Linked DNA regions of Zea mays: all the other regions are linked to region 1. Evidence: chromatin contacts called from public Hi-C data. All regions are on one chromosome and are shown on one strand. Each heading gives the region's core, a stretch centred on a gene start, on an enhancer-like site or on the middle of the called end of the contact. The rest is flanking DNA. Distances are from core to core; before and after follow the strand shown. Region 1 holds the start of LOC100193130 (Non-structural maintenance of chromosomes element 4 homolog A). Region 2 holds the start of LOC100383484 (putative subtilase family protein). Region 3 holds the start of LOC100273855 (AT-rich interactive domain-containing protein 3). Region 4 holds the start of LOC103629727 (transcription factor bHLH48).

Region 1 (5,712 bases), core at 967-3,466:
ATCTGTTGCAATCAAGAGAGTTCAATCAGGCACACTACAGTCTATAAGCACATAACAATTGAATAACCATGATACTGTAGCATATAAGGAAGCAACAGCCTTACAGACAAAATGATGTCCCTGGTCATTCACTTTGATTTCAACTCTTCCATCTTTCACAAGGAATGACAAGGCAAATATGTTCTCCACTGTTTGAGCAAATGATGTCCTGTTCAAAATAATGTGTTCCAGCCTTGCACTTTTCTTCCTCCTCAGGAGATCAAATATAGCAGACATGTTCTTGTCAGTATCAGACTTTGTTTTCTCAGATGGATCAGCAAGCTGCAGAATAAGGCAGTGTCAAATTGGCATGTCATCAGAAATTGAAAGATAATGGTCTGTGTCCATGAGTGGGAAGATATAAATGATACAGGCAGCTACGTCCAAAATAATATTATTACGGTCTCCACCTTAATGCATCCCCACAAAAGGATTGTATAATCATATCATTAGTGATAGAAAATTCTAGTTGTGATTCCAACATAATCAGCTCTTACTGTGTATGCAGTAGTACAATGCTTTGACATATAATTTAAGCAATATAAAGATTTTGTTTGTTTGAAATAGAAACTAACAAATCTAAAATTATCTATTTACTTAATGAATAATAAATCTGGAATGATAAAATGTGATCCATTATGTACCCAATCCACTATGAACAAACAACAATGACTACAAAACCAGCATATCTTCCATTACACTAATCATACATGAAAGGGTACCTGTTCAGGGCAAGCGTTTCCATGTGGCCTCGCAGTCCTCTTCTTCCTAATACAAACTCTTCGTGGCTTCACTTCTGTCGTCATGGGACCAATCCTGTCAAAACAAACCATATAATTTTCAAAACCTTGAAACTAAAACAACCAAAGCTAACTTCAGGTAAAAAAAAACAGTGGATCCATTACATGGTGGCACATCCAGATGCAGACATGAAAACACGTGAGGTAGCAAGCCCAAGACGAGCCCAGTCCAATGAAACATTATCATTGGAACCTCCTTTCTTTCCAAATTTCTTCAGCAGTCCAGCAATAAAATCAGAAGGTGTGATTCCCAGAACTGATTGGGACCTTACTGATGCTACCAAACTAGCAGTAAGGTCCAGCAGGGTTTCTGCGTCAGCTATTTGCTCCCTGGGCCTCTGAACTGCAGCAGAAAGACGCGCGCATTAGTTTTATAGTCAGATTTCTGCTAACAGCGTCAGCGATCAGTAAGTACTGTATGCACATGATATCAAAATACAGCACTGCACTAAAGGCATTGTTTCAAGTATTTGAGAAACAACTGCAGTCGATGTGATTATAGTTGAACATTTGGCCATGGTCATGAATGAACTTCATGTATGACATCCAAAGTGTTCAGATTTCAATTGCATGTCTCCTAAAATGGATGTGATATCACCCTCGTTACATTACTGCAAAAAAAGTTCCCTGCGTTACCCCCCACTGAAATTAAATCCAAAAAAAGAGAGGACGCGATTGACAAGCAACATTAATTAACAGTAAGTTCACGTGTTACCTACTTACCCAGCATCTAACAAATTTCAGTTGCATGTTTATTAGAGACGTGGTGACCCGTATGGCCATATCTAGACATCATTGACAGATGATGGAGCACAGAATCAAAATCAGTAACAGAGACCAGATTACACCGCAGAAGCATAAAGCAAAGCAAGTCTCATCCTGTTGGCCACTCAAATGGCGAGTTTCACACTAGCATGATGCGTGCCAGTATAAGCGGAAAGTTTACCGGCCAAAATCATGAAAACCGCGTTTACAAGAGGCCAACAAATGCGCAGTCGCGCTTACCAAGCTGGTGCAGGCTCTCCACTCTGTTGATAATGGAGCAGAACTTATCAGAGTCCGCGCTCGCCATTTCATCCTTCTCGTCTACACACAAGCACAGCCGCACAAACGTAACCAAAAAAAAAATCAAACCCAGCCAACGGCCGAAACGGCAATCGGGAATTTAGTGGGTTTCGCACGGCAACACGGTCCTACCGCTGATAAGGCCCTTCACGGCGAGGTACTGCGAGCGCAGCAACCGCCGATCGTCCACCGCCTGGGTCTCCTCCGCCTGCTGCTGCGGCGTCACAGGCTCCGGCTCATCGCCGCGGCCTCTCGCTCCCGTATCCGGCATTGCGCTGGCAAACGAAGCGCCGAGGCCTTCGACTTCCCAAACCCTAGGCTCCGGAACGAGGGCGGTAGGGAAGCTGGGGGCGGTGGTGGTTTTTGAAGGGTTTGGAGGCGGTGGTGTGCAGGGGAAGGAAACGAAGGGGAGCGGCGGAGGCAGAGCGAGCCAGCGAGGGCACAAGCGGCCAAGGGCGTCGGGTATTTGAACGGCCGCTCCACCCCCCCGAAAATGCCCTGGATTTTACGCGCGTCTGACTGCACCGTGGATCCCAGAAGCGCGGTCGCCAGTATGGGCCAAGCGTCAGTGGGATTTCCGCGGCATACGGCGGGTGGTTTTCACGTAGGTGAAGCACTGGCTGGATTCTGGAATGTGGGAGAGGATTGCGCGAGCCGCGGTGGCAAGGTAGGCGTGGTCTAGGTGGACAAGGGTCTTGGTTGGCCTATGCCGTTGCTTGTCAGGGAGAGGTCGGTTCATGGACGCGGACTGGCCTCGCTTCCTCAGGTGGCCGCGTGGCTTCCCGCCCGCGCCGCGCCTGTGTACCTGTGCGCGTGCGCGCGATCGTATTGTGTTTTTACGCTGCTTCGCGGCGAAGGCGCCCGCGGTAAATTTTTGCGCGGTAAAAGCCTCCTGCCGATCCCTTGTTTACCGCGTCACAAATTTCATTTGGTTTGGTCGCGGTGTGGCATGGCAGCAGCATCCAGTTTATTTCTATGCCATCAGCCCATCACTCGCCAATGTCTGTTTGGTTCGCCATTTTTCTAACGAAAATCTAGTTTCCGGTAATTTGGCTATAGAAAAAATCTAAATATCACAGAAGTATGTAGTATGTATTATATGTAATGTTGCCTCTGCAATATTCTCTTTAATGTATCGTTATGATACCATATTCTATTATTTTTATTACTACTAGATCTATAAGCCTATATTGTAAACATCTTTACGACATATTTGATCTTCGTATTAGACGATATAAAAATAAGCTAAGGTCATGTAAACAGTAGATAGACCATTGGTTGGAAACATCTAGGGGCCTGTTTGTATCTACCTCATTTTTAGAATCTCATTCTAGGATTTTATTATGAACCAAACACCTCCTAAATTTTGTATTGAATTTTATGTCAAAATCTCACAATCTCTCTATAACCTGACCAATAAAATTTGAATTGAATTTTATGCGGTATCCAGATTCTCAAAATCTTGCAGATACCACCTAGGTACGGAACGCAGTGGATAAATGAGGTCGGACCGAACGTTCCTGAGGTGGTGGAAGCTTCTTGTCCCTGCTATAACCTGAGCATGAGGGTAGGGTAGCGCTGAACTCCGGGAGTCGACAGCGTCACGGTGACGTTGATGCCCGTGGGTCGGACATGGCGGAGTGAGATTACAGCACAGCACACGAGGTGCACGCGTTACGTTGACGGCATTTTGAATTGCCCGCTGAATAATGCCCGGAAAATTCCAAAACTGTCAATTTATCACTCGCCTGGGCAAGTTCACGTTAGTTCACACAGTATGTTAAGGAGTTTGATTTGTAAGGACTAATCATCTTATTCTATATTAGTCCCTAGATTGTCAAATACAAAAACTAAAATTCTAGCAATTTAGAGACTAAAATGGAATAAAATGAAGGGACTAAACATTAGTCCCTAAAAACCAAACACCATTTGAAAAAAAAATAAAGTTACTTTCCAAAAAGAGAATTGAGTGGCCGCTTTGTGAATTTTCTAAATATGAAACCAACAGTACCGAAAGATTTACAGAAACCTTGCGGCCAACTGAATGGGAAAAGTGGTAAAAACTAATTGGAACAAACAAAAACGTTACAGTTACTTGCCTCCACAAACGCTACAGCTGAAATACCAAGTGCATCAGGGCAGGCGACACCAACTCAGCTTGGAAGTCACTTTCAGATTTCGGAGGCGCCCGGAATTGGATTGCACTTGCAGACGCGTACTGCTGCATCTCGCGCTTACACAAGAACCCCATCTTATGCTCATTCGCCTTGCAAACAGTATAGCTGGCGGATATTCCCTGAGGCTGAAACAATATTAAAAAAAATTGTTAAAGAATCACTCGAACATTTCACTCAAATTAAAATGAACATGCATTTGCATTGGACAAGATTCTAATGGTGTGGTAAGGGGAAAGGGTACAAACAACCAGGTGGCATTTGGTTCGCCGGAAAAAATCCTGTGGGGAAGGGAAATTTGGTGGAGCGGATATCATATACAACGTTTGGTTTGCAGGAAAGGGAAATGAGCACCACATATCTCCTGTCGATCTTAATCCATTGGGAAGGGGAAGGTTATGACCGGGACACGAAGTACGACCTGGATGTGTTTCCTTATCAACCTCGGCCCACGGCGTCGACAAGGCACACTGCACCGGCGCCATTGCCTCCCTTAGCCCGGTGCACTGCTCTTTCACCTCCATCCATTCAAGCTGTGCCCAGTACACCCCCCTCAAGGCACACAAAGACGTCTTCAATGAGAGCAATGATGGTTAGCTAATAGCTACAATCTTCCTAGAGACACAATTCTCCCTTCTCCATTTTGATTTCTTTGACTTAGGGGGTGTTTGAATGCACTAGAGCTAATAGTTAGTGGTTAAAATTAGTTGGAGACATCCCAACACGTTAGCTAATAGTTCAACTATTAGCTATTTTTAGTAAATTAGTTAATAGTTAGCTATCTATTTGTTAGCTAGCTAATTGCACTAGCAATTTTTTAGCTAACTAACTATTAGCTCTAGTGCATTCAAACACCCCCTTAATCCAAGCAAAAGCTAGTGCATGCAAAAAAAGGTAATGGTCTAAAAACTTCCATCCCTATCCCAAACCCACCAAATTATAACCAACTCATATCTCTACCCCAAATCCACACTGCACCCAAAAATCTACCTAGCCCCTAGAGTCATCACTAGTAATCTGTTGGGGTGAAGGCAAAGACGCTACCCTTCGCTCGTTGCCTTCGCCAACCTCGCCGCACCAACGGAGACAAAGCGACCGGCAATTTCCACCCTTCGTCCAACACGCTGCAAGACGAAGGCCTACGACGAGGTCGCCCCGTCTCGCGTCCTCGTCCAACACGAAGGCCCACGAGAGATTCGGCCCATTGTAACAGGCCCCGCGCGGCTGTAGTGTATTACGGGCCCGATTTGTAAAGACTTTTCTGTAATGACAGTCTGTAACCCTGCTTCATGGGAATATTCCGGGGATGACCTAAGCGCCTGAAGGCACATGCGTCCTTAATCCAAGACGCTGGGTACTCAGGCACCTATAAATACCCCCGCACAGTGCCCTTGAGAGGCCAGATTAACAGAGCAATTGCCATCCCAAGTTGAAACCTTGTTTGTACTCCTCTCGATCCCCCTGTTGGATCATCTTGCCCAGGAGAGCAAGTTCCAACATAATCATTGGGTGAAAGATCGTATGACCAACTAAAGCAAATGACCAATCTCGAGTTCTTAGCAGTGATTGTAAGTCGTCCGACTAAACGCGATTAGTTCCTGGTCGCCAACGTCTAGGCTTTTTGCTGATATTAC
Region 2 (5,712 bases), core at 2,110-4,609, 330 kb before region 1:
AGTGGCAGAAGAGGAGGCTCTGTGGGTGCAGCTACTGTTGTCTCCGGTGATTAGATGCACGGAGTGGTCATCGCGGCTTATTATGGCACATAAGAATGACTTGTAGTCTTCAGGATGTGTATCGAAGATGATCCCTGGGCTGAGAGCTTTGACGGGGTCCATAAAACCCGAGCCAAAGTCAAACGGCGTTGCAGCCCCCCCATTGGGGTCCCTTGCTATGGTTTTCCTTTTGGTGTCCAGTACGGTTGCTGCAAACAAGATTCATGAGTCGACAGGTTGCAACACTAGTTTGTCATCTTCGGAGATCTCAGGTTACGCGCTAATATACCTGTTGTCATGATTGCCGATTTGATGCCTGAAGGAGACCATGACGGATACACGCTCTTCACGAGAGCTGCTATTCCTGTAACGTGCGGACATGCCATGGAAGTTCCAGATAGAACGTTGAAGCGCATACCGTTCTTGGCAGGAGACCACGCCGCCAAGATGTTCAGCCCAGGAGCAGCAACATCTGGCTACAAAAAAAAAGCACACATGGAGAAGAAACTGAGGAGGACGTCAATCAGTTTATTTATCACCTGTATTAGTCTTTCCCAGCGGTTTAGTGCTAGTCGTTACCTTCAGAATCTCAGGTGTCAGTGAGCTCGGACCTCTCGAAGAGAACGCCGCTACTCGCGGGGCGTCTCGCAGCCCTAAGACCGTCTTTGCCGGCAAGATCAGTGTGCAGGCACGCCTGTAGAATTGCTATTAGACAAAAAAAGATTGGCATGCCAATGAAATGCACGCTTTCCTATATATAGTAAAGTTCAGACAACCTTGTGCTCTTGACATAAGAAACAATTTTATCACCCATGGCTTTCCCAACAGTTACTCCAGGCACAGCAAAGCGATTAGCGACATGATCCTCCATCTCATCGATGAGGATCATCCCAGCCGCACCAGCTTCCTTCACAACCATGCTCGTCGATAGACGTGACTCGGAGGAGCCTTGGTTACGGCGGCAGATAAGGATCTTTCCCTTGGCCTTGGTCCTGTTCAAAGAGCTATCCAGGCACAAGCTGACACCAAGTCCACAAGAAATTTTCAGTTGGGCTGACAATCCAAATCATGATTATCTTTCGAGATAATAGTTGTTTATTGTTTACCTGGACTGGTAAGGGGTGAAATAGCCTGCGTTGACTTCCGAAGCTGCGATGGTTCTGACGGGAGTTTCCATGCGGTACGTACTCAGGCTCTCACCCTTAATTAAGACCGCATATAATAAGTAGTGTTCCGCATATAAAGACTGGAGGCGTCGTTTTTAAGAGTGGGAAGGGAATTTACCATTACGGAGGTACCGTTTGCCAGGCTGACATACGAAGAGAACGATCTGTCAGTCGTTCCTGCAGCCACCGTGAGCATCCACGGCGCGAGGTTAGTCGCCGAGCCCTGTCTCCCGGCGTTCCCCGCCGAGGAAACGACCAGTATCCCGTTGCTCGTCGCGTGGAACGACCCGATGGATATGGCGTCGCTGAGGTAGTCGCCCTGGGGGTAGTCTGGGCCTAGCGACACAGATATAATGTCGACGCCGTCTCTGATGGCATCGTCGAACGCCGCGAGAATGTCAACATCGTAGCAGCCAGTTTCCCAGCAGGCCTTGTAGGCTGCAATCCTTGCCATGGGGGCTCCTCCCCGCCCTCCTCCGGTGCCCAGACCACCTCCGTAGCTCATGTCCCTGACAAACCTTCCGGCCGCTATCGAGGCAGTGTGGCTGCCATGCCCCGAGCTGTCCCTTGGAGATACGAACTTGATGGCGCCACCCTCTTCTGTTTGGTATCCGCTGAGGTAATATCTGCCTCCTATTACCTTCCTATCGTGCATGTTTGGGGGGTGGCTTTAGAAAATTCCAATGCTGGAATACCGTACCGTGGGTTGGTTTTAGAGCGTGTGTACCTGTTGCAGGTGAAATTTGACGGTGAGTTCGCGTCTCCTCCTTGGCATTGCCCTCTCCATCTTTTGGGAACCGGAGGCATCCCGTGGTCACTGAAACTAGGGGATTCTGGCCAGATTCCTGAGGAGGTAAAAAAAAAACAAAACAAAACAGTTAGCTAGAATTCCATGATTTTGGTTTCTATCGATCCGATGGTATCCTTTTTCGTTTCTGTCCGAACAGTCATTTGATGGCCAAGTCGGTCGAACATGAAAACACAAACATCATGCCTTGTCAGTTTGTAAGCTAGAACACAACTGGAACTAATATGGTGGAAGAGAAGATATATATTCTTTTGGTGTCACATGATCTGACTGAAGAATGCGAGTTCCAGTTTGAACCTAGCTAGCTTAGTATACATGTTACTGCAATTGTACTCCATCACCTGTATCGATGAATCCAACAATGACGTTCTCCTGGTTCTCGGTGGACAGTCCAGGGACCTGACCCTCTGCACTGGTGGACAAGCCCATGAAATCCCAGGAATGGGTGGTGCGCAGTCGCCTCTTTGTGTTTGGGAACACCGAGACGACGCCAGGCATCTCTGAAGAAATTGAAGACGCGCATCAGAATTATTAGGCGCCTTTTTGGCATCACAGCTAGCTAGACTCATTTAGGGGCCGTCTGTTTGGGAAATGAAACCCGTATAATCTACTCAGACTATGATGTAATCTAACTTGTTTTGGACCAAGATTAAATTCTAAAAGAGTAGCCTGTGTTGTGAAACTAATTACCGGCTAATCTGATGGCCTGCTTTTCGTTCAGTTTGGCCGCGAAGCCCTGGAAGCCGGCGCTGTAAGTGTAGACGTGTGATGCCTGCGCCTTCTCCGAGCTGCGGAGAGGAAGCGTCCGACTCAAGATATATATATACTGCTGCATGGAAACGGCACTGGGAGGTGGGAGCTAGCTAGCTAAGCCTAGGAGGGGTTATGGAGGAAGGAATTCAAATTAACGAGTCTGCTGTGGACCTGCCGTCGTGAACAGCCGTCAGCATCTGGCGGTGCAGCCCGGCGTGTCGTCGTCGACGGGGTGCCCTGTCGCCCTGCGGCGCTTTGCCCATGTAGACCACGTACACCTGAAGGAAGAGTTGGCATCATCCATCCATTTGCTAGCTACTACAGAAGTGCAGCTGACCACCACCGTGGAGATATAATATAAGCATATCGGCGTGCGTTGGAGTAGGCACCTGAGAGGCAGAGCAGCGGCGAAGGTCGTCGCCCAGTAGCGCCAGGGACAGCGCGAGGAAGAACATGGCTGTGCGTGGAGAAGAAGCCATGGCAGACACGGTCGGACACCAGCTAGCGCAGATACAGCGGGTTTGGATGGATTGGCAAGCGTGTACCGACGAGTACGAGAGACCTAGACACCCCACCAGCTGCTGTATATGTATGTATGTATGAGACTGAGACTGAGACTGAGACTGAGAGCTAGCAGCAGCCAGCAGCTTCCTGAAACCGCTGCCAAGTTTACTGGAGCAGAGAGCCTGCGCACTGACCGGAATCCCGGTTTGTTTGTGTGGCCGTTATTCCTGCGCTTTTCTTCGTCGGCCGAGATGGCAACAAGAGTACATAAATAAATGCGGACAAAGATGTCATGATGCGGTATGGGAGCCAAGGAGGGTCGGCTAGTGAGAGCAGACAAACAGGGCATCCGATCTTTGGAGATATACAAGGAACATGCATGTAGATTGTAGGGTGGCTGCTTGCTTTCGTGGACATACCTGTGTGTGTCATGTATGCAGATATGAGGTATAATAGGTGTATTTATTTCTTATTATTGTCGTAGATCGGTGTGCCACCTGCCATCGTGTGTCTATAGTCTATATATCTATCTATATATATAGATAGAGAGAGAAAGAATAAAGTGATACAAGGAGTATATATCTTTCTGTCAGAGCTGGATCTGTTTTCCCATCCTGCTCTTTTGCAACAGTAACTAAATTATTACTGCTACATCTATTTTATCCTGTGTGTACACGTCTTGTCAAGTGATAACGTGTACAGTATACAATAACACATTCTACATGCTGAGGGTCACGGTTCCTTTCCGTAAAGGCAGTGCGAGGGTTATATTCTTCTTCTTGTTAAAAATAATAATAAAAAAGAGAGGGTGATATCGTTCTGGAGGAACACAGTGCAGTGCAGCATCAGTTCCTTTTCCAGAGCCGCCGTTTTTACCCGTGACCTCGTGCCTCCGCGGCGCGTCCTCATCCGTCCAAACGGCACTGCACCTGCACGCGTTCCGTTGCTGCACGGTATGAGCTAGTGGAGTTCATACCGTTGGTGAGACATATCCTTGAGTCTTTTAGCTAGTAAAGCTAACGTACGCCATGTGCGCGGCATAGTTTGACGCAAGCTCGAGTGTATATATATAACCCAATGCCAGTAGTAGGGTTAATAGTAGAACGCACAAGAGGCGACGCATAGTTTTAAGCTCGTTGGCGGCGGCTTTTGTACCTTTTTTTCATAAAGAAAAAATTCTTTTAACTACGGGCCTGCTTTTATGCTCCCTTGTCCTAGTGCTTAATCCATAACTGCTTAACATAATCGTCTTTCGACCGTAGCCTCGACCGTTGTTTTCTCTTTCTCGCATAGTCGTAGGTGCGAGCTCCGCGCCAAGTATTTGCTTATTTCTTTTATGTCAATGAACATGGTGAGATTATTTATGATACGATATTTCCCTTTTGATTATGATGATGATACTGTGACATTTAAGGGGACTCGAGCGGTTTCTCGAGTGCCTCTCCGTAAGTACTGGTTCGTTGGATGATCACCCAGGAAAACAGTACAACCATGAGGGTGGTATGTGACGCCCTTAGCTGAATAATTTGAGAAACCGAGATGTAGTTCGCTTCGTCGTCGTGCCGTCAATGGGGCTCGGTGTATGCGGCTCGCTCTGCCGAGGGTGGTTTACCCATTGGGGAGGAGTGTCGTACATTTAGGAAATCTAACGGGCGACTACAGCCTCAGGGAATCTTTGTAAAGGTTACATAGTGAAACCTTGCCGATTCACCTTGGTAGTGTTTAAGGGTTTGATCGGTCCGAGGCAAAAAAGGAATCACGACTCGTGGGTAAAGTGTGCAACCTCTGCAGAGTGTTATAAAACTGATATATCAGCCGTGCTCGCGGTTATGAGCGGCATTGGGAGCTCCACTGATTAGAGACACATTGAATCAGAGATACTTTGTTTATAGATGATGATGAGGATAATCATTGTTCTTATGATTATGATTATGATTTCTGGTATTCTTTCTGTTTGAAAGGAGTACTTTTGGGTTAACAACTTGGGTTAATGCTAAAATATGGCTCTCTACTAGTAATAATTACCTGACCAACTAAAAGCAACTGCTCGATCTTAACCCCACATAAAGCTAGTCCACTACAGCCAAACGGGACAATTGCTGAGTATGTTGACGTGTACTCACCCTTGCTTTACACACCAAACCCCCAGGTTCTCCATATTGCAACTACTGCTCAGGAGAAGATGAAGTCGTGGTGGAGGATTTCCAGGAGTTCCAAGAGTACGATGAGTTCTAGGCGTGGATTAGCGGTAAACCCCCAGTCGGCTGCCTGTGAAGGCCGTGTTTAGCTACGTTTCGTTTTTGCACTTTGATATATGTTAATGACTATGTGGATGTCTCGGACATCATGATGTAATAAACTATTACCCTCTTTTATGTTATTATTTGAGCACTGTGTGATGATGTTCGGTTATGTAACTGCTGTGTACGTGAATTGCTGATC
Region 3 (5,712 bases), core at 1,269-3,768, 270 kb before region 1:
TCTATTCAACAAACTGTCATGGTAGGTACCACATGACAACTCTCAAGCGCTAAAATGGTGCTGAAACTAGAAGCTATAAAGGCTGAACAGGTACCCCAGGAACCATGAATGTAAAATTACCTTCTCATAGAAGTTACGGAAAGTCCATGAAACAGTTGTGCATGTCCTGCACAAACATGCAAGTCACATCATGGGAGTACAGAAAGAAGAGCTTATGTGAACTATGTCCCAGTTTCTGTTAGAATGACAGTTGAGGATCATCATATGAGTTGCAGGCTATTAAATTCATACTTTGGAGGTTTGAATGACTCTCCTACTTGACGCCACAGCTTGCATGATGTCACCTGTTCAGTGTTGATGCAACTAATTAGCGAGCATATGAGGCAAAATATCTCTCCCTCCCCCTCTCCCATACAGCAAAGTTAATCAACCACAACCACCTTCCAAGAAGCTGGGGGAAAATAGTCATGACCATTGACCACAAATCAACAGATACATTTTAGAGTCCCACAAAAAAAATTATATTGGCGCGGAGAAAAGTTATGTCATCAATTTGGTAGAGAATAGCAACACACAGAACTTTCCCACTTAAGCAAACCACATTTGCTAGTTTATGTCTACAAACACACCATGGTTACATTTCATCATCGCTGAAAGTGATTATCAGTATAGCTATTTACTCTGCAAATGGTTCATTCTCAGATAGAAATAATCATGCTTATAAAGGTTATTTTTTGTTCCTTGTTGAAACCTTTACCATTGCTTTATTATATAGCTTTCTTTGTGTAAAGGTAAATTATACATGTAAAAAACAGTGTCAATCAGGGTAATAAGAGCAGGGATGGTGCATCACTGACTTCCAGAGTCAGACAGGAGCACTAGTGTTTCATAGGCAGGCTACACAGTAATCTTTTTGAACATTGACTAGAAGATTTTAACATGGAAGTGGACACGAAATGCTACAAAGGTGTATAGGCTAAACATATTCCATGCCAAAGAAATATAACAACAACAATTTTCCAAACATCTAACTGACCCTAGTCGCCATGGGCCATGGCACCGATCAGCCCGACTAATAGTGACTATTCATAATTAATAGTGACTACTCGAAGTGTATAACTGATCACCGCACCGATAAGCCTGACTAATCACAATAGTCAAACGACTTGATAACATTGAACAGTATGATCAATTATTATAATGGTTTTGTATGACTCTAGAAGAGAAAAGGGAGAAACCAGAAATCAGATAAACGATAATGCTGGCACCTTTTGTGCAAACTGTAAAATTAATATAATCTAATGGTCAAAGAAAACATATGTGAACAAAACTGGACAAGCTAGTCAAAATTCTTACTCATCCTTGAGGTACAAAGTCAGATGGGTATGATATGCTAAGTACAAACATAGGAAAGCAAAGGCAGATAGGGTGAGAAACTCAGGATTAAACTCTAGCAAGAGGCTCTTTTCTACAGACATGTTCCAGACATGTGCTCATTTTCAGCAGAAACCAATATTAAACGACCGAATATGTGTGATGCAAATATAACACATAATTCAACCGTTCCTTTACAAACAGAATCATTCTTGTTTTCTTCAAAAGAAACCAAAAAGGCATAAATATTGAAGACGGGTACCTGATCATAGCCACCCAATCCAGTAACTTGTCTCCACAATCTAATGATAGTAAAGATACTATTACTTGACGGCGTCGTCACAGGACAATGAGTAATAACAGAAAAAAAAGGTTTTGTGGTTTGTGTGCTTACTTGAGGCAATTCAATCCTTCGCCATAAAACTTCGGAGGCTTGAACTCCAACATTTTCTCCCTGTGGAAACGCTCGAGCTCCTTCATGAAGGCAGCCTGCTCCTCCTCAGTCCCCGAGTCATCGCCACCAGTGGTGTAATCGAACATGAAGGAATTATCTGAGATCTTGGACAATGCCAGATCCTCCTCAGCCGGCGCCAGCAAAAGCTGGTTCACAGCAGGCTGATTCTGACCAGCCAGGCCTTTGTCGTCACCGCCATCTCCACCTCGACCCTCGTCCACCGAGCCGCCCACCGTCACAGGCCCGTCCCCATTCTCCAACTTCACAACCTCGCCAACCAAATCCGCCGTCGGGCCACCATTCCGCTCCTTCCTGTCGCTGCCCCCCTCCTCCTCCGCGCCCTCTGCTTCGGGTTTCGCTGAAGCATTGACGGAATCGACGGCGTCGGCGGCCCCGTCTGCACCGTCCTCCCCCTCCCCCACGACGGGTTCCTCCTCCTCATCCTCCACCTCCGCGGCCTCGCTCATGGGGATATCGGCGGCCGGTTGTGCCTCGCCTTCCGCCGCCGGCAGCGGTGCCGGCGGCGGCTCCTCCACACCTTGCTGTTGCGACATCCTTGGTCCCTGCAGTGGCGCGGGCGAGGTAGGCGTCGGACGCGGTGGAAAGGGCAAACCCTAGCCGGAGATGGGAGACGACGAGACAGAGGGAGCGGAGGAACAGTGGAGAATGGTTTTGAACTGAAACCGTGCTTACGTGGGCTAGCGGTCTACTCCCATTTTACCATTTGTGTCATGTTCAAGGTTTTCCAACAAAAGGTCCAACTGTTTAACAGCGCGAAAAATTACCCAGTGGCGGGGATCCAACGGTACTCATCTATAGCCATAACAATAGGCACTTTGGATAATGGATGCTAATACATTTGTGAATTGTTGATATTGTTTTATTCTAACAAAATGTGGATCGTTAAAAGTTATTCTCTGACGTACAACAATTTCAGAATAGTAAACGAGAGCGCGGACCGCTCTCTGATTTCTATCTTGTTTTATCCGTTGGTATATGCAGGATCAGTCTTTCTGCTCAAAATGTGGGTTTTATTCTTCAATCAATCATTGTAGGTTTTGCGGATGCTTTCAAAGTGATTCAATTGTCCTCAAGGGGTTTTCAATCCTCTGTCTTCTCCAAGAATGTGGGTTTCTCGATCTATAAGCTGAGATCGGTGGATTGCGAATTTTTCAAAGCATACTTTCATCCCTGGAATAATGATGACCCTAATTGGGTACGTGAATATGATAATTACTGTGCTGAAGAAGCTGCAACTTGGAATCATATTGGCAGGAATTTAAAAAGCTCTCTTATGCTGATGCGGTTCATTTTAATATTCTAACTGGGGCTAATTCTATTCCTATCAAGATTAAGGTAGTGTTTGGTTAAGAAGTCAAGTAGAACGGAATTGTTCCATCCCTGATTCTAGGAACGGAGCTGCTATGTTCTGTGTTTGGGGCCCCTTTGGTAGGGCTTATTTTTCAGCTTCGGCTCTGGCTCATGCAAAAGTTGTGTCAAACACCTCTTTTTCAAATGGCTTCACCAGTGAAGTGCTTTTCCAAAATGAACTAGAGGGCATGAGCCAAAAAAAGTGGCTCACCCGGCTTCAGCTCACGGCATTTTTGCACAATAGCCCTCCCACCAGCCCAAATTATTTTTTTGGTCCTGCCCTCAATCCCTAGCCACGTACAGGAGAGATCTATAAAAAGTAAACTATACAAGGGTCTTTCTGAAAACAACCTATAAGCTGTTTTGCCAAATGATTTTTCAGAATGGCTTTGGCTCATCTAAAGAAGTGGCTTCACCTCGTGAGTCAGAGCCAAAGCCGTTTTTTGAGAAGCCAGAGCCCTGCCAAAGGGGCCCTTGGTAAGCTGGAACGGAGCGGCTCTGTTTTTTTGTTTGGTTGCAGACTATGCGAGCGGAGCGTGACTATGCGAGCGGGCTAGGAACGGAGCGGCTCCGTCCGGTTGATTTTTTGGAGTGAGATGGTTCCGGATCTGAGGATAATATTCCCGAATTGGAGTCACTCCGTTCTAGTTACTCTGTAACCAAACAACAATAAAACTGGGACAGAACGACTTCGTTCTACTAGGCTCTTCAACCAAACACTACCTAAGAGAAACTTCCATGATCCTCTATTCAAGGAGGATGGTGCCCGGTTATCTTCGACTTCTAGATTTTCAAGTGATAACTGCAGATTTTTTTTTTCATAGTCGGCATAATGCGGTTCATCATCTTTCTCAGACGAGATTTAATTTTCGATCATCTAATGAGGCAAAGTCTTCCAATCAGGCTAAATTTACGGATCCTCTAAATTCAAATATTCGAATAGCTAATGGGCCTAATTCTTCAGGCAAGTTGGTTGGTTCCCCTCAACGTTTCATGCAGAGTACCAGGTTGATTTGGAGGCCCAAGAAAAATCTTAGCCCACAAATGAGTGGCGCGGAACAGTGTCGATGGTCGGGGATTTTCTCTTTGCGTAAACAGCAGGGTCAACCTATTTTTGGAAAGCAATGTGGGCATTATCAATCAAGCGGTAATTGGTTTCTCTCAAAAAGAGTCCATAATATGGATATTTCCTTCATTACCACATTTTCAGACAAGTTCAAAAATGTCAAGTGGGAATCTCCTCCGGAAACTTGGTTTCGCTCCAAGTTGAAGCATATGACTAGTGGGCCACCGATATTCACTTCCCTTAAAGAACTATTCTAGGCGACCAGCTCTAGGAGGGTCCCATCGTCTCCCTCAGTAACAAACCAAAACCCATTGTTCACCAAAACCCTCTCGGAGTGTACCGGCAATGAACCCTTCACTTTCCATTTGCTTAAGGGCAAGGAGCGATTGTCCGTCCCCGACGCATTTCATTTCATTTCATTCGGTTGCTATGGCCTATCATCGAGTGGACCATGTTCCCTTCATTCTGCATGGTTTCATACAAGCACAAGTCATGCACCGTGAAATTATGGTACGTGTTGTTGCTCGCTCTCAACCCGCTGCTCATGAAGATTGGGGATTATCTCGGTTCATCCTTTGCTTAGGGTTATTTTCAATTTTGAAGACACTACAGACATTGTGTGGGACTATCTAGTGGGTCACATGCAAATTAACATCTAATTCAGCATTCTCACTTGGGTCATGCTCTTGTCTGTTTTAGTTTTGTGTTTGATAGAGATCATCTAAATAATCTTGGTCTGCAGCAAGCTTTAGGGTTCACTTTCACTGTTGTAAGGCATAATGAAGCTTGGAACTATCGGACCATCAATTTTAATAGAGAATGATGACTTATGTTGCTTGGCTTTACACTTGATTATTGGACCCAAGAACATATCCAGAATGTTATTAGATCTTTTGGTCACCTTCTTATGTGGGATGTGGATAGATCAAAATACATGAGGTTGCTTCTACATGCAAGGGTTACATCCCTTGAAGAAATACCCCAGTTCATTGTTTTTATTGTTGCTAAAGGCTTCAACGGTGTCTCTTGGACGATACAGTGTGAAATAATACAACATGACATGCTTGGAGCGCAACCAGAAGATGAAGAGCAGGTGCCACCTTATCCCCTAAATGTAAATGAATTACCGTTTGATTTTTTTGGCCTCGGTCAACCAATAGGGGGTCAAGAAGGTTTTGATCTCAATATCCCTCCTATTGAAAATATGGATGATGAAGCCTAGGATGAGTGGCCACAAAACGTTGAAGAAGTTGTTTAGCCCCAGCTTCATATTGAGCTAGAAGATCCTGAAGAGCCTATCAGCTTGCAGTTATGAGGAATTGAAGATCTCCTTTCTTCTGACAGTTTGGTGGGTCAAGGTTTCTAGGTCTTCATGCCTATGCACCCACCAAATCCTTTAGAGGCAATGGAGGTGGAATATGATATGCTAGAAGATCAAGATATTCAA
Region 4 (5,712 bases), core at 1,250-3,749, 280 kb after region 1:
GTTATATTGTTGAAGATGCTCTTACAACCATGTGATACAGAGGTGAGACCAAAGATTACCTTACCGAACGAGAACAGGTGAAATCTGGCATTTTTTTCTCGTTCCCGCTGTATACCTGATGTATTCCGGTTTTCAAATTTTAAAAATATAGAGGTCAAACTTTGACCAACAAAACGGTTTTTGGAAATCGCACACGAGAATGTAATCATTGGGCGAGACATAGTAAACCGAACATTGTCATGTGATGTCTTCGTTCTGTCAAGATAATCAGAAAAAAGTGCCAAAGTATTAGAATAACTGCATTTCTATTTATAAAAAAAAATTATAAATTGGCAACACCAAATGCATCTCGTAATAACTTAACAGATACAGGCCTGCAGCACAAATAGGAGGAGTAATTCTGTCGTTGTTCTCATGATCGAGCGGATTAGTAAGGTTGATTTGAGAGACTAAAGAATAGTCTATCCATTTTAGTTTTATTTAGTCTCTAAATTGGTAAACGGTGGTACTAAACTGTTTTAGTCTCTAGTACTTGACTAAAAGGTACTAAATCATATTAATTATATTGTTGCCGGCAATCTGGGTAGCACCAATCACTAGGGGTGTGACGTCTGGTGGTGCCATCTGCGGCGGCACGGACGGTCCGCGATGGCACGGGGTCGTCTTCATCGCTGGAATCTAGATCTCGATCTCTAGGGAGAGATCTTAGGGTGCTCCAGGTCGACTTGTCACCCGGCGCATCCTCAGACGATGTGGAGTCATCTGAATTAATAGACACTCGACGTAGTGTATCTTGAATGAACAACTAGATCTTATGGTTGTCTTGGGATCAGCAGGACACCTAAAACAGATTTAGACGACACAGAGTCCAATATGGGTGGAGTGGATATGTAGAAAGATATAACTAGAACTACGCTACATCTACTCTTAGGATAGGAATAATAAAGAAAGTAATTTATTTGATTAGAATGTGTTCGAGGCTTTTTAATCGGTCGTACCCATTCATATATAGGGGGGTCTGAACCTGTTCCTAGGCAATAGCTAATAAATTCCACGTGATTATATGGATAACCACGCACGAGATAAAGTATAATCGCCCGAGTTAATCTGACCTTGGGACGTGGACCTTCCGGCCCCCTAGGGCCGCACCCTCGCCACATTTGGTGTACAACATCTACCTTTTGTCCTCCTTTATTTCAGTTACACTAATGAAAGGAGAATACTAAGGGATATTTTGTTCCTCTTATGATTTATTTAATACTTTTTAAATATTTTTAGTCTCTAGACCATAATATGTAGGGACTAAATTTTAGTCCCTTGATTAAAAGAACTAAACGAGCCCTAAATATTGAGATTATTTATGTTGTCCACCATCCACCACAAAAAATAACTTTACGGGTCTTCTAGAACATTCTGTTTTCCGTCGGAACGGAATTTTGTATCCTAAATATTATGGATTGACACTACTTGAGTCGGGAAAAATTATCACCAACATCCCAAAATGCAAAATTCACTGGTCGACGTGACATATAGAAGAAAAAAAAATCAAATCCGAAGACCTTCTGAGATTAGATAAAAAGAATTTCCAACCTCCGCTGCACCATTTACCGGCTTAGGATTCTCCGACGTCGCGCGTGGTCACTGCTGCGTGGGATCAGATGTCAAGTGACTTCGACATCAGGGGATCCGATTAAGGCGTCGTTAGTTTCGAACGGAACGGTCTATTCCCTCTCTTATTCCCTGTCTCTTTCCGGGCTGGATGAATCAATCTGGCTTAGAATTCGGTCCAGTCTGATAGATCCGTTCGTTTTAATCTAGACCAAAAACAGACTCACCTGATTTGAATTCTCTTCAGGGCCTGTTCGTTTCTACTGGAATGCACCAAGGATTGTTCATGTTGATAAAACTTATACAAATTAGAGAAACAATCTGGGTAGAAACAATTCCGGTTCTCCATTCCATGTCTACCGAACGAGCCCTCACTCAATTTTTGGTATGGAACGAGTCCTAGTGAGCTACCTCCCGGGTTGGTTCCTGGGCTAGTGACTAGGAATTAGTGACAACACATGTATCACTTGATACTGGGCTGCTTTCGATCCTGACCTGGTTTGGACGTTGGCCCGTTGAACGTGGTCTAAGGGTTTATTCTGTTAGAAGTAGATTGAGAGGATTTGAGAGAATTAAATCTCATATACAAATTTATATAGAATGAGATTTAAGTTTTCCAATACTCCCCAATTCATTTTAAACTGAACAATTCATTTTAAACAGAACAAGCCCCTATGAAGCGGACGGCTTTTGACTGGTCCGACCTGGCTTTTGATGAGTTGTTTGTACTGGCCTGGAAGCCTCTGCTTTCCAGAGCGACTTCGCTACGCTAGCAACCCGCACGGTCCGGACCGGTCCACCACACGCACTGCCGGAAATGGTAAAGGTCAACAGCAACAGAGTTTCACCGCCAGTACTGCCCACTGCCCAGTGCGGTGCCCACCCTCTCGGTCTCGGCCCCTCCCACCGCACGCCACAGTCCTTGGTCCACGTATGGGAGAGCTAGGATTGGGCCCCACCCGGTAAAAAGGGTAGCAGCATAGCAGTAGCCCTCCGGTAACAAAAACCAACCACCCCTCCACCGGTCCACCCTCCTGTGTTGGCCTTGGCTCCTGGCTTCCTCTCCTCTCCCATCTTCTCCTTCCTTGACCCCAGCCCTGCGGAGCCGGAACCGGAGCCAGGGCCGGGGAGCGTGCGAGTGCGAACGCAGGAGCAGCTCACGCGCGTGCGGCACACCACCTCTCGCCTCAGCGCCGCCCCACCCCCACTATAAATAACGGGACCATCCTCCCCTTCCCCTGCCTCCACCTCCGCTCCAGTCCCGTGTCCTCCTCCCGCCGTCTCTCTCGTCCCGGACGCCTCCGCCGCGCCAATGCGCCACGCCTCGCCACCGCAGGAGCTCCCCGCCGCCGGGCGCGAGATCCAGGCGGCGCTGGCCCCCGCCAACGGCAACGCCGCGGGCGCCCGCGGGGGCGGAGGCTCCTTCACGGCGCTGCTGGGACTCCCCACTCCGCAGGCCATGGAGCTGCTCCTCCCCCGCACGACGCCGCCCGCCCTAGCCCTAGCCCCAGCCGCAGCGCCCGCGCCCACGCCCACCTTCCCCTCCGACCCGCACCTCGTGGACCGCGCCGGGCGCTTCTCCACGTTCGCGCCCCCGTCGCCGCCCTCCCCATCCCCAACGCAGCAGCCTCCACCGCCCCCTCCCGCCGCCGTCGCCGGCAAGCGCAAGGCCGACCCCGTCGACCGCGCCTCCAAGGTGGACTGCCACATCACGCGTCTGCATTTCCGCGCGCACCTCGCCGGAGCTTAGGTTCTGATTGCTCCGTGTCCGCAGGGGAAGGCGGCGAAGAAGGGGAAGACGGCGGAGGAGAAGCCCGCGGCCGCCGGCGGCGAGGACGAGAAGCCGGCGTACGTGCACGTGCGGGCCAGGCGGGGCCAGGCCACGGACAGCCACAGCCTCGCCGAGCGGGTGAGCTCGCTTCGCCGCGCCGCTCCGCTAATCGCGCGCCTCGCTGAGCTCTTAGCCAGCCTCATGGGAGGGTCAGATTCGGTCTGCCGCGAGGGTTTATGCCAATGATTGGGTTATTAGGACGTGGTGACGAACGTCGCCGCTAGATCCTTTTTGGGGGGTCGCTTTCGCCGCTAATTACTTAATTATTCGTTCTTCTCCAGTCTCGCCAAAAAGCTGATTATCCTTTTCTGTCTTTTTTATAAAAAAAAACCACTCATCAGGCGAGACGCGAGAAGATCAATGCGAGGATGGAGCTGCTCAAGGAGCTGGTCCCCGGCTGCAGTAAGGTCCGTGTGCCTGCATTTTCTCTCCTATGTATGCATTTCGCATGCCCCACCTTCAATTTGCATCGCCTTTTGGATGGAAGCCTAAACTACGCAATATGTGACCTAGTGTCATGTAAAAATTCCGGTTCTCCTACGCGTCCAACTACATTGCTTTTCCTGCCGTCGGTGGTCTTTTTACTGCTTCTGAGAGGCCATCTCCGAATGGTCCTCCCTTTGCTCGGCCTCGGCGCCCTGTAACTGTGCAACGCATTGCAGTCGAAGATGCTTGCTAGCTAGACGCTGCCGTGGCCGTGCGGCATACTCCATTACTCCGCCTGCTTGCCTCGCTGGTTGCGAAAACAAACCACCGTATATCACGCGGGGAAGACCTTAAATGCAGTGCGTTCCAGAACGTTGCGGTGCCTGGTTATTCTGGCATCGTGCGCCCGACACGTCCTTATGGGTCGGTTTGCACGACGGGGGTGGGATGGGAATGGAGGGGGTATAGTGGCCGGCTCCCTTGTGGGTGATAGACAGGGGGGAGGCATCGTGATCCGGCAGGCATACCTAACCGGGTATTGGGCGTGATTGTCTGGGCGGAATGTAGCAGCCGCTTTGAAAGGTCCCGGGGCGGGTAGCTTAATGGGGGGTGGGACTGGGACGGGCTTGGTCTACGCCATGGCAGCTTCCATCCTCCTATCTTGATGGAATGTTGCTATCCTCCTTTGCGCTGCGCTCGCAATAATGATTTGGATTATGGGTCGGCATCTTTGGGTGTTGGATTATGGAGGTGGTGGCAGCATAGGCCACCATTGGGGAGGAGTGGCCGATTGCTGGTTTTTGCTGGTGCGTGGAGTTTATGGGGGGAATGGTTGGTGTGTGCCATTGCTACTGCGATGGTTTGACCATTAGTTTCACTGCAAGGACAGCAACAGCAACAGCTGTTGGTATGGACTCTGGAGTGGTGCTGTAGGTCAATTCCATGTGAGGTTTCGTGTTTCCTTCAACAAAGGCGCAGGGGTTGCCATATTCCAGCTACTGTCGTTGCTGGACCGGCTACAAAGTTGCACAGCAATTCACTGTCACGAAGCAATGAACAATGTTCTGCAGTCAAGCTTGTCACTGATTGCTATTCACGCATGAATTGGTATTCTTCTTTTTGATAAACGAATTGATCTTTATGATGACGCTATTAGGCTGCGTGCTACGCCTCTCCCCTCCTCTCCTCTCCTCAATTGTTCTTGTGAAATAATGTTACTTTAAATATCTTGGAATGAAACTCTAGTCTAGGCAGTTCTCCATTTGATTTTGCTTTCCTTACAATCTAAAAATGATAATGGAAGAACCGAGGAAAATGAATTAGTTAATTAATGCATGTTGTTTTTTTTGGGCCCTATCAGGTATCAGGAACAGCGTTGGTGCTAGATGAGATCATCAATCATGTTCAGTCTCTCCAAAGGCAAGTTGAGGTAACTGTTGATATCCCTTGCACAACCTGAAAAATCTGAAAAGCCCTTTTCGTTTCTAGCCAACATAGCACGCATTATCTTTCTGCTAATCTCACTACTGTTCTACCGATGTGGTTGGTCCAGTACTTGTCAATGAGGCTTGCAACTGTAAACCCGAGGGGCGATTTTGGTGGGCTAGATAGCTTTCTGACCACGGAGGTACTTATGCTGCTATCCTTTTTGTCAGCTTTCTACAAGTTGGGCCTCATTGATTTACAGACACATTTTTAAGGAAAGCTTTCTCCTGGAGCAGAGTGCTTGATTAATGAAAAACCATATGAACTTTTGAAGTTTTTTCTGCTTGAATAGCTTGGTTTCGGCGGAACTTCTGTTAAAACTAGCAGGATACCTCATGCATACTCAAATATGCTGCTGTTTT

What was found. A called contact is a pair of places that touch in the nucleus more often than the background predicts.
Region 2: a Hi-C map of ear shows a contact between it and region 1, with 1.8 times the contacts expected there. The contact joins the promoter of LOC100383484 here to the promoter of LOC100193130 in region 1. A contact is called at or near these places in 2 of 25 Hi-C or Micro-C datasets (ear and endosperm).
Region 3: a Hi-C map of endosperm shows a contact between it and region 1, with 2.6 times the contacts expected there. The contact joins the promoter of LOC100273855 here to the promoter of LOC100193130 in region 1. A contact is called at or near these places in 7 of 25 Hi-C or Micro-C datasets (bundle sheath, ear, endosperm and 3 more).
Region 4: a Hi-C map of leaf shows a contact between it and region 1, with 7 times the contacts expected there. The contact joins the promoter of LOC103629727 here to the promoter of LOC100193130 in region 1. A contact is called at or near these places in 5 of 25 Hi-C or Micro-C datasets (ear, endosperm, leaf and 2 more).

The regions. Positions count from the first base shown.
Region 1 is chr6:108,255,405-108,261,116 of Zm-B73-REFERENCE-NAM-5.0, forward strand. It overlaps LOC100193130 (Non-structural maintenance of chromosomes element 4 homolog A), which reads right to left and starts at 2,217. Exons shown (of 7, transcript NM_001138290.1): 1 at 2,037-2,217; 2 at 1,845-1,925; 3 at 945-1,182; 4 at 762-855; 5 at 105-321; 6 at 1-2. The coding sequence starts at 2,175. It overlaps LOC100382067 (Tubulin binding cofactor C domain-containing protein), which reads right to left. Exons shown (of 9, transcript NM_001174830.1): 9 at 3,687-4,206. The coding sequence ends at 4,163.
Region 2 is chr6:107,928,047-107,933,758 of Zm-B73-REFERENCE-NAM-5.0, forward strand. LOC100383484 (putative subtilase family protein) reads right to left here and starts at 3,360. Exons shown (of 11, transcript NM_001176132.1): 1 at 3,156-3,360; 2 at 2,938-3,044; 3 at 2,704-2,801; 4 at 2,355-2,513; 5 at 1,933-2,050; 6 at 1,324-1,849; 7 at 1,146-1,240; 8 at 816-1,058; 9 at 619-733; 10 at 329-515; 11 at 1-248. The coding sequence starts at 3,245. LOC111589529 (a long non-coding RNA gene) reads left to right here. Exons shown (of 2, transcript XR_002748570.2): 2 at 2,404-3,857.
Region 3 is chr6:107,983,649-107,989,360 of Zm-B73-REFERENCE-NAM-5.0, forward strand. LOC100273855 (AT-rich interactive domain-containing protein 3) reads right to left here and starts at 2,519. Exons shown (of 13, transcript NM_001360473.1): 1 at 1,769-2,519; 2 at 1,637-1,676; 3 at 292-344; 4 at 121-166. The coding sequence starts at 2,382.
Region 4 is chr6:108,530,767-108,536,478 of Zm-B73-REFERENCE-NAM-5.0, forward strand. It overlaps LOC103629727 (transcription factor bHLH48), which reads left to right and starts at 2,500. Exons shown (of 7, transcript XR_004850241.1): 1 at 2,500-3,304; 2 at 3,383-3,517; 3 at 3,781-4,972; 4 at 5,226-5,294; 5 at 5,418-5,492.